Regions from separate parts of the Anser cygnoides genome. Here region 1 is linked to region 2. A link is a contact called in public Hi-C data. All regions are on one chromosome and are shown on one strand. Each heading gives the region's core, a stretch centred on a gene start, on an enhancer-like site or on the middle of the called end of the contact. The rest is flanking DNA. Distances are from core to core; before and after follow the strand shown.

Region 1 (5,601 bases), core at 514-3,013, 200 kb before region 2:
AAGCACTGTATTTGTGTAAAACATTCAATATGCTAAGCATACATTCATATCTGCCTTCATTTTTGCTAGTGTTGGCAACTCTGCTATTTATTTCATATGAGAAGCTTCGCATTCCCTTTTTACAGATGCACAAAGTACACTACACATCATGGGAAGCTGATCCTAACAAATGTCTGTAAACTCACCTCATTCTTGCTTCAAATTCTTAACCACAGTTCTGTCATGATAACCCCCCTAAAACATAACGATGACCAGGCAGGCTAAAATCTTGCTGTATTATGCCAATACCAGCTATGCCTGCGCTACACATGTGACAGGGAGACGTCTGATCCAGCGCTGCGCCGCATTCACACGAGCTGGCATGTTCCTCTGTCACTATATAAGATGATGTGGAGAAAGTAACCTAGGTCCAAGTAAGCAGAGAGCATATTTGAAACAAACCAGAGGAAAAGGTTTTCCACATGGGTTTGAAACAAGCCAGAGGAAAAGGTTTTCCACGCAACAAACTGAAGGCTTATGACCACATGATAAGAGCTTAAATGGGATTAAACATGCTCAGAGAGTCACAATCTATGAAATCTCCATCTCAGGAGATGGCTAACCTGCAGGTCAGCATTGCTCCAGGGGACAGACCACTCAACACATGCCCTGCTCCCTGATCTCTTTCTTTCAGCCTTCCTTGCCAGTTGCTGTCAAACAGGACGCCAGGCTAGATAAATCTTTGCTATTATCCAGCAGAATATTCCTTACAGTTTTTGGTGCATTAGCAAGATCTGCTTTATTATACAATAATATAGCACAGTATCGTGTTATGTTGCTTCTAGCACTGTAGCAGCCTTCATGGAGCTGGGTGTCCCTGTACACCACCTTGTTACAGCCCTGTGTTTCTTGTCGCCACTTACTCTCTGAAGCATTTTACTTACTGTGCATGGTATACAAAGTGGGGCGCTTGCTTGGTCCTGTGTTTACTGAATGTGACGCTGTATAAATATTAGGCACAGGAGATACTAAGGTAAGCTGTCAGAAAGCCCCCGTGGAGGGAAAACATGGAGACCTGACCTCCAGCCCCCTCGATCCAACACACAAGGTTAGCTGATATGATAAACACCGTAAATAGAAATGACTTGTTCTGAGCAATAGCTGTTAAACCAATAAACAGCGAAAACTTCAGAGAAAAAACCACTGTTTTTCCTCATTTATCAAATAAGACTCTGTATCTTTTTTTTTCTCCCCCTTTTTAAACAAGTTCAGTTTGTGAAGATTGAAGAAAAACAAGACGTCCTTTCAAATCCCTCCTCTGGATCAAACCTCATTAGGTTTTGATGTCAATGGTGCATAGAAGGCTGACTGCTGCCAGCAGAAGTATTTGGCAGCCGGGCTGTTACATAATACAATCCTGTCTTTCACAGAAGAGAGATCTCTGTGCTGCTAAATGTGCTAAAATTTAACCCGCTGCTTTGCTCCATCCAGCCAAAACAGCTCTGTGCATTTTCCATAGTACTAACCAATGGTTGTTAAAAAAAAAAAAAAAAAAAGTCAACTTTCTGCTTGAAAAATAAAATACCCAAAATACTAAAAACACATATAGATATTTATTTAAGGAAGTACACATTTCCCTTTCCCCACCTCTGACCAAAATCTACTCTGAGAAGGGAGATGTTTGTCCCAGAAAGCAAGAGTAGTATTAAAAAAAAAAAAAACACACACTTGTACAACTCTCAGAAAAAAATTATGTTAAAGAAAAGAAACAAAGTGTGTTGTTACCCTCGAACTGTGTCACTGCTTCATGGAAACGTTTGGACTCAAAACTCCGGAAATGTAAAATGTTTTCCAAGGTTGTTTACAGTGAGCTTGAATTTTCAGCTCCCACGAGTAGGAACAAAGTGTTTAAACTTCAAAATTTTTTTCCAGAATGGCTTTTTAGCTGTGCCTGTGTATCCCTTGATGCTAAAAGAAAACAAAAATACAGCTTTGAGTGGTGTAGATCAGGGGCATTTCTGGTCCCACTCCTAGTTTTCATTAACATTTGTCAACAAACTGACCCAGCAATTTATCGTGCCAGATGCTGACAGGTGATATTCCCACCGAACCCAAGTTTTAAAAACCCAACTATCTTCTCTAAGCCCCCATATAAAACCTCCCAGCCATCCCTGGACCAGCCCCAGTAAGTATCTTGTGTTCAGCTAATGAACACCCTCCAGTGACATTGATATTAGAACGTCTTGGAAAGAGAAATTCAATTACAGGTCTGACTGAAACTGGAAGAAAGGCCCTCAGGATTTACCCCAACAGAAACCAAATGGAAAGGGCTCAGGAGGCACAGCTCTCCCCAGTCAGCTCACAGTCACCAGCAACGATCACCCAGTAAGCCTCTCAGAGCTGGAGAAATACTTTGGGGATGCAAATCCATATTCAAGCACAGAGGTAAGGGGAACTGGGGGGTACATCAGAGGGATGGGGTGTGCACCCAACTCCACACCAAAGATGTCTCGCGTGGTGCTACCAGCCACCTCTCTATTCCCTGGCTAACATCAGGCAGACAAAATCCTTCCCCAAAAAGCCTCAGAGTCGGCTGTTGCTGCAAGCAGAGGTTAGTGTTACAGGTATCTCCTTACAGAGCATGGACACAGGCAGCTATAGACATCCTACACATAGTGCATGCCAGAAACAACCATACCCCCCTGTCCTGGGTTCCAACTACAGCGTAGCACGCTTTATTTAACTGACCCTGACGGAGGGAAGGGACTCACCAAGGCAGCTAAGGGCAACAGCTATCCATTCACCCCTCTGAAAGGAAAGTCAGAAGACAGCAATTTATATACTTGGCACTGTCCACTGAAGGAGCCTCTCCACCCAGAAGACCAGAGATCAGCACACCTGAGTCTTAGGGCTCCAGTTCACCTCTGAAGGCAACCCTACCCCAAATGGCCCCACTTGGCCAACAGGACAAGCAAGGCACTGTCTCCCAGCGGATGCTGGTCACGGTGGCCTGGGGCACTGCAGTGCTCCCATAGTGTCCAGAAAACTTCTCAGTATGGTCTGAAGATCATTCCTTGGTGCTCCTCCAAACCCCAGCTGAGCACATTATGTTTTCAATTGAGCTGCATGTTTCACGGGTGGCTGCTTTATTTATTGTACACAGGGAGGAGTGCACGAGGAGAGAAAGTAGGTGGGAAGAGTTATGCAGTTTTAGGAAAGCTTAGTTTACTTAGAAATTTATCTTTTGATTCCCCAAATCAGGAATTAATTAGCCCACATTGCTCTCTTTGTTTAGATGTTGCGCATTATGCTTTGCTAGGCAAATAAGGGCCTAGAGCAAGCACTGTATAAACAAGCACTTGTTAATTGCGACTTGGAGCATGACAGAAAACCTGGGGATATAAACCAGCTCAGAAGAGAGACAGACCAGTCCCGAGCTGGTGAACGGGCATTACACACGCATCCAAAACCCTCTGTGCTCCCCTTTCATATACCCTGATCCCCAACACCATGGTCCCAAGCGGCAGGTCCTACAGTGCCAACACGGCCTCCCCCGACAGGAGGCTTTGGGGAGAGGGCAGGCCCTGGGAGCCCGAACCCTGGCGCCTTCTGCCGCCTGCCCGATGCCTCCGAGAGATGACAGCAGAAACCTGGCTGCCACCGCCTGCTGTCACAGCCAGCGAGTTCAGAGGTTTCTCTTGGCTCGCTGGCCTGCTTGCGTAAGCAGGGCGAGGTGGTGTGGGGAGCACGAAGGATGAGAGGCCAGATCCTGCAGCGCTAGGGGGCGTGGAGCGGAGCTTAGCTGGGTTTTACTGGGTGTGAACAGCATGATCAGCAATTTGAAGTCACTGCGGGTGCTAGGCTAGGCACAAACAGGGACTATATGGAGAGAGCTGGGGTCAGCCTCTGTGGGCAAGGACATGCAGAAAGCTCGATCCAACGACCCCCGTGCTAGTTCCCTTCCTCCTTTACTCAAAATCAGCACCATTCTCCCTCATCTTCAACATTTTACATTGGTTTAAAGGCAGACTCCTTGCATAGGCCCCCATGGGGGCATTATAGGTATTCTGAAAAAACATAATTTCAATGTCATCTTTATTTGGTTTCCTTACAGTCACAGGCAGGAATCAAACTGCCTTTTCTTTTTCTTTAACATGTAGGCATTTGAGTAGATTGAGAGAAAGCGTGCTTGCTCACACAAGGGACACCAGCCTCCTATGACATGCCTGTCTTTCAGAAACCACACTGCCTGCAACAATTCAGCACTTTTCTGCTGAAACCACAATCTCTATCATCATTTTATTATTACAACAACAGCTCATGCTCACTGTTTATAATGATAGGTACTGAACTGTAATCTTAAAATCGTCCCTTGATACAAATAATCCAGCAGAAGTATAATTGCACATTATTCATGCTTGGATACTATTAAGCTTCCATTATCAGACTAAATCTTCATGACTACACATCTAAAAGGGGAATTAATTCAACTCTACACAATATTTTCTTATGCAGACTCTACAACCTATGTGTACCACACAAGGTTAAAGCATGCTAAAGATTATTCCAAAGTCTTTGGTGTCTAAATTGCTTAAAAATCACTGGATGAAGCGCTTAAGCCTCACTGAAATCTAATGTGTTTCCAAAAGATTTTTTTTTCCCTTAATATCTCCCATTTTCCCTGTGGAAAATTCTTCCTCAGAGTTTTTCTCCCTCCTACTGTGTTGTGACTGGCAACAACATCCAGGCTTAATGTAAGAAGTCTTCCTATCACCTCCTTCGAAAGCTATTCAATTCTGTAAGAAACTGCAGCTTTCACAAATAGGCAATTTATCATACTGTACATAATGTCCAGAGTCCCTGGGCCAAAGCAAGCAGTACGGTGGGGAGAACAGCCTCGGCACCCTGTCCTCCAAGAACCTGTTGCGCACTGTGCAGCTATGGAGTGCAACCACTACATACTGGTGTAGCCTACCGACGTGCCAGGCCCGAACTTCAAGCTATGCCAAGTAAAACTCTGATCCACTTTTGAAAATCTGCGACCACACAAGAGGGCCCTTCTCATGTAAAGCACTGTTTGCTGGCTGAACTCATCAACATCTAAAACCTCTGGTCCACCAACGAAGTCCTCGCTTAGCCACAAACCAGAAAAGATGGCTTGAGTTGCATTTAAAAACCATGAAACATCTTCGGGACTCACATGGCAACTTGGCTTCCTTCCCATCTGCAATCACACATGAGGTTAAACTCAACAGATTTATTTACGCCCTCTGAATTCACTGCGATTTGGGTTTTGTTGAACACATCAACCTACAGACACATTAGCTGAGCATAAAGGTACCGTATAAGCAACATACTGTTATTATTGGCTGGTATTGTGTTTCCAGGTAAACAACTAGAGAGCAATGACTTGACAAAAGCATTTTTAAAATAGTCTATCATATCATCCAAATACTTCAGAAGCACTTGAATTAACCACTGATTCATTCACTGCATCCTCAAATTTGGATTCCTTTTCTAGGCATATCGCCTTATAATTATATATGCTCTTCTTCTTTCCAGATGGCATATTCAACCATGTCCACACTAAAAACAGATAATCAAATATTAATTCATATCTCA
Region 2 (5,515 bases), core at 2,389-4,888:
ACAATTCCAGTTTCTGTATAGGGAGTGAGGGCTTTGTCATTACCAATCTTTCCCCAGGTAAAGAGTAAGGTTTGGCATTGTTTTGTGAGATACCATCTTCTCTCCTGCAGCGTGGACTTCTCATGATAAAGCAAACTTCTCCTGGGGAAAGGAATAAAGTGGAGATGGTTGGCAATGTTCTACCATGCAGTGAAGCTCACTCCCTGCTCCTTTATCTCCACAACTACCACCACAGCTTCCTTCCGCACACTCAGTAGCCACATTTCCATCTGTCTGAGCTGTCCCAGGCATAGACAGGATGCCTGTGCCATGAATGCTCCTGACATTGAAGTAAATCCTCTTTGGATATCTCACAGCTGTTCCTCCTTCTACCCCTTGGCTGAGCTCTCCTCTGCTTGTGGAAGTGGACTTTGAAAGAATTTCCGTGCTGATGCCAGTGAGGAACTCCCACGAGGGCAAGGAAGTTGCATGTAACTTGCTAGTGGGGAATGAACTTCTGCATTCTGACCAGAAAGTCACATTGTAAGAGTTACATGTGATGAAGCAAAGGCTTTCAAACTAAGAAACCAACCTTATCACGTCCTGCACAAAATTCCTAAGGATGTCCACCCCTTGAACATTAATTTCTGCTGCTGTTTTTTTTTTTTTTTATTATTGTCTCTAACATGAAATAATTCAACGATTACTTTAGAGTGTACACAGACTATTTAAACAAAAAGAGGCAGAAAAAGAATTACACAACTAAGGACAAATAATTAACTCAATCCCTTACAAGCTTGTCTAAATGCCAGGATGCTTCAGACTGCTGGTTAAACTAATTTATCTTTGGATCCCTACGCAAACATACAGATACATAGCTTGTACCACGATGTTGATTTGACACATTTCATGTTAACTGTATTTGAGGGGTTAGTATTCACTCCCATACATATGCAGCGTTTTTGCAGCAGCATTCATAATTTCATCTCCAAGGAACAACGCTGGATTGACAGCATTGAAGTCTAAGGCCTCTTGTTTAGCCATTTGAAGTCATGCACAAAGGTGTTGTGTGGCAAATTTCCCTCATATCAATCAACTTGGGGAGAAAGAGAAAGCAAGCACACAGAAAAGTTTCCAGTATTTTGTCTCACTAACCATTACTGAAAATATAACACCAAGGAAATATATCTGCTGGCACTCAGAAAAGCATTTGAGGCGATCAGGTCTGCCGCTCCAAGCTGCATTTATCTGAAAGGAAGAGAAGTGAGGCCTTGTGAAACCCTGTGTTACCTTTTTCTCCTGAGCAGTGAGATTAGGGGTTCTCACAGGTGCATGGGGTATTCCTTTCCTCCGACCTCTGTTTTCAGGCAAAGGGTTTAGAGGAAGGCCACGACAGATTTCCTTCAGGCTGGTCATAGTTGCTGAAGAAATACAAGGAGGAAAGGCAAGACAAATTAGAGAGACACAAGGAATGGATACAAAGGGTGAAGGCAAACAAGATGCTAAGCGACTGAGATGTGCCACCACTCTGGGGCGATCTCCAAGAGGACAGCCCGTCCTCTGGCTTTTGCAATCAGGCCTGCAGAGCACAGAGGGCAGGCAGCACAGGTGACACACCTACCCCCTCTGTGCCATGTCATTGGCTCTCCTGTCCTCCTCCAAAATGAATGATTCACAGTTTTGCTGTTTGTTCTCTGGGTGCTTTGTCAGGTGGTGCTGTGCTAAGCCACTAGAGCAGTCACTTTCCACATTAGCTGGTTCCCCCAGCGAAAGTCAGGGTCTGGAGCATGAACCTTGCTTGAGACTTCAGGGATTGTGCTTTTACGTTTCTATAGTTCAGGAGCTGACTAAAGCAAATCATCATTATTCACATCATTGTTCATACACACTGTTCAGCTAAGATGTGCATTCTCTGCCTGACACCTCTAGGTATGGGCTGTTCCTCAAATATCATCAGGCTGTCCTCTGGACAGCAGCAGCTGTCAATGATAACAGCAAAATGTCCCCCTTAGATTTTAGCTCCTCTTAGCTCACAGGCATGCCTGGGTTTTAGTAGTACTAAACTGAAAACAGTACCTCTGTTACTGTTTTCCTCAAGACAGGCAATAATAAGGAAGAGAAATTAAGGCTTTCAGTTTTAAGTCACTTTTATAACCTACAGTTAACAACAACTGGAAAGTCTTATGTTGTTGCCATCCAGACATCACAAGTAAATGAATATGCTTAACTTTGACTTTCCACTTAAAGAGCAACATGAACTTTGCTCCCCATTTTGAGTTGTTGTTTAAATTATACAGGAGCTTCTTGACCTTTATTACATCCACGGAACTACAACTCACGGCCAGGGAATTTTCTCAAGTGCCACAGTTTAAGTCTGAGGAAATTATCTGGAAGAAACTTTTCAGTTAGTGACAAGCCTAAAACCTAGGAATAAAAAAAATGCCACTTTATTTTTTTTCACAAAGGCAGCAATCAACAAGCAATGGCGACAAAGCACAATTATTAAATGACAGCATCTCATTAATGTCACACTGCCTGTAGCTCTAGGACATACTGCATTTCCCCAGCTCCCGCTGAAGATGCTTGAGTTGAAAGAACTCAGAACGTCCCAGGGGAGCTGAGCGCACCGCTCTCAAACCCTCTGAAGGATGCTAACTGTCACTTAGGAGAGAGAATTATGTTTTGTAATTATTCAGTATTTTAACTGTTTTCAAACAAAAGGCAAAGACAAAAAGGAGAGGAAATTTTTCCTACATATTTTAAAATTTTCTATTTGGTTTTCTTATTAAAAACGCACAAAAAAAGGAAGATAAGGGTAAAGTTAGAAAATTCTCCTCCAATACATAGCTAAATAACTCTGCCTTACATAAACATTCCCACTGCAAAGGGAAATAAATCTTTCCTTATTCTGCTTTGTATGACCCACATTCTGCAAATCCCTCTAAGGTCTGATCCTGTGCACACATGGGCACGAGAATAACCTCGTCTACTCCCATCGAGCCTGCTTCCCTCCGTGACATCAAACAGAAGGTAATGGCATTACACTGCCTTAAAAGCTGAAGAAAGAGAGAACGGAGCTGGGGGGTGGGTTGGGGGGGTTGTCACTCCCTGAATTAAAATTATTTCTAGGGCTGAGTGCTTTTACCCCTGATGCTGGAGCCTCGCTGGGTGTTGGAGTTACCGCCTCCAAAAAAATCTGGGGCTGGCAGATCCGACTTCACGGTCATGCCCTGCATGAAGGCAGATGTGTCAGCGGTGCCAGCGCAGCCCCCCAGGAAGCCCCAAGTCCCCTCGCTGGCTTCTCCCAGCTCGTGTCTACCCTTGCCTATGGAAATAAACCCGATGCTCGCTCCCAATCGCCCACCTTGCGAGGGACAAACCCCCCAGACCTTCCCCGCTGTCCCCACGCCTTGAGGCTGCCATTGGGGCGCCCCGGGGGGGCTGTGTCGCCGCGGTGTGGGGCAGCTGTCATGTGCCGGCAGGGCTGGCAGAGGGTGCTGCAGGGACAAGGGACAGCAGGCAGCAGCCGGGGCGGGCTGAGCGGGCTGCCCCCGCCCCGCACACCCACGGCCGGGCAGACGGACGGGCAGACGGACGGGCAGACGGAGGACGGGCAGGCTCCTGGAGCAGAAGATGCTGCCGGAGAACAACGCCTGCATCTGAGCGCACCGAGGACCAGCCCAGCCGACGAGGAGGTGCGGAACCGACCCATCCTCCTCCTCCTCCACCCTAAAAAAAAAAAAAAAAAAAAAAAAAAAAAAAGCACGTATAAAGAACAGGAAGAAGATCACATGTTATAATAATCCCCTCTGCAGCCAGACAGGACCAGAGAGGCGAACTGCCCGCTCAGGACCGAGGGATGTGCTAGAGGCAGAGAGGAAACTTGAGGCTAACTCCCAGCCCCGGAGGGGGGGAACCCCAACCCTGAGCCTCGCTGCAGCCGGAGGGAGGCAGGAGCTGCCCTCCAGCCCCATTTTTTCCCCCGCACCTGAGCGCAGCCCCTGCCCCAGGCTCCCTCCGGCAGCCCCGACCCCGACCAGGGGTCCCCCGGCCCCGGCGAGCCCCCCCCCCCCCCCCCCCCCCCGCTTTGGGGTTTTGCTCTTAGCCCCTGGCGCTCGCTGTGGGATCAGTGGCTTCCGTGCCAGCGGAGGGAGGAGGGCTAGGAAATAAAATCAAGCCACCCAAACTGACAAGAGAGAAGAGCCAGGAAAGCACTTGCTTCTCATCAGCTCTCAGCGAGAAAAGCCAACTCTCTTCTTATGACCCCTCTGCTGCAGGGAGCAAAGGGGAAGCGGGTTTGGGGGCAGAGCTCCCACCAAAGCGGGGTTCCCGCAGCCGGGACCCCATCGCCACCCCGGCTAGCTGCGGGGGCTGCCAGGGGGGTAGGGAAGGTTGCCAGGGGGAAGGAAGCCAAAACGAAGCTCCAGCAAAAGCAAGGAGCAGAAAGGAAAGTTTCGGACTAGCATCCGCAAGAGAGCGGACCGAAGAGAGCTCCCCGCGTCGCACCAGCCCCCGATGGTGCATTCAGGGGGCTGCAGCAGGGATGTGAACATCCCCGGCCCGCTGCATGGAGAGGGGTGAAGACACGGCAAATCCTTGTTATTTATTTATTTATTGGAAGCGATGTACGGGTGACACCCAGAAGGCATCTGAGCCCTGAAAGAGAAAAAAAAAAAAAAAAAGGCTCCAGACCCAAAGGAAAACAAGAAGAATGAGACAGCAGCCTTGACCCCTGCACTAAGAGGAAGGTGAGCAGAAAGAAAGAAAGAAAATACAGAAAAGCCATGCAAGCACCAAACCTGTAGATTACTGCAGCTCTTTTTTGCTTCACCGAGGACAGATATTTTACTGACAGCCATGCAGCATAAAGGCATCGTGCTGATTGTGTTCTTGGAATATTTTATTTCTGGCCACGGAGGAGCAGGTAAGCAAAATAAATCAATATTGCCATTCATGAAACAATTTATCCTAAGTTGAGCAAGGGGAAAAGGAATAGAAATCTAATCTGTAAAGTATGGTAATTTTTTTATGTCAACCTCTTTATTTTAGATTGCATTTTTACAAGGAATCTGGGTTAGTCGATGTATATGAATGCCTCTTATTCCACGATACACAGCTTTACAGCTCAGTCATCCCCCAAAGACTTATAATAGGATGTACTCTTTCATACATTCTTAAAGGGAAAAGCTGTATTATTTCTATGAATGAAAGAAAAATAAGAGAGAAAGAAAGAGGTGGATAGATTGAGATAAGCTGGATGTTTGTTTTGAGGAAGAAACACTGGCTTCCTGGGCAGGACAAGAGTGAAATGACAAGATCCTTGGACAGCACCACTGAAGGAATCTGAATTATTCTCTGCTAACTCCATTTTTCATCATTAAAAGTCAGAGACACTGCTTATGAGTTCCTATTAATCAAAGAAAACCCATTCATTCAGTGTATTCACTGATTCAGTTGTTAACATGCAGTGGACAAGATTAAATCTGTATTAGAGAAAAAAAAACACAACGGACTAGGGCAGAAAGAGAAGTTGGTA

Evidence for each region. Hi-C and Micro-C count contacts between places; a contact is called where the count stands out from the background.
Region 1: a Hi-C map of liver shows a contact between it and region 2, with 8 times the contacts expected there. The contact joins the enhancer-like site here to the promoter of UROC1 in region 2. A contact is called at or near these places in 2 of 7 Hi-C or Micro-C datasets (both in liver).

The regions. Positions count from the first base shown.
Region 1 is chr10:13,005,028-13,010,628 of Taihu_goose_T2T_genome, reverse strand. All of the region lies in intron 6 of LOC136791594 (a long non-coding RNA gene), which reads right to left. Among named protein-coding and RNA genes, the nearest start is that of SLC41A3, 40 kb to the left of the region's middle. Within about 2 kb of position 1,763, at least 1 of the 3 cell types and tissues checked has open chromatin away from gene starts, as enhancers often do. A contact at or near this core is called in liver, where this site is marked.
Region 2 is chr10:12,805,482-12,810,996 of Taihu_goose_T2T_genome, reverse strand. UROC1 (urocanate hydratase 1) reads right to left here and starts at 3,638. Exons shown (of 21, transcript XM_067002995.1): 1 at 3,344-3,638; 2 at 1,270-1,400. The coding sequence starts at 3,638. LOC106045060 (netrin-4-like) reads left to right here and starts at 3,704. Exons shown (of 10, transcript XM_013195380.3): 1 at 3,704-4,903. The coding sequence starts at 4,837.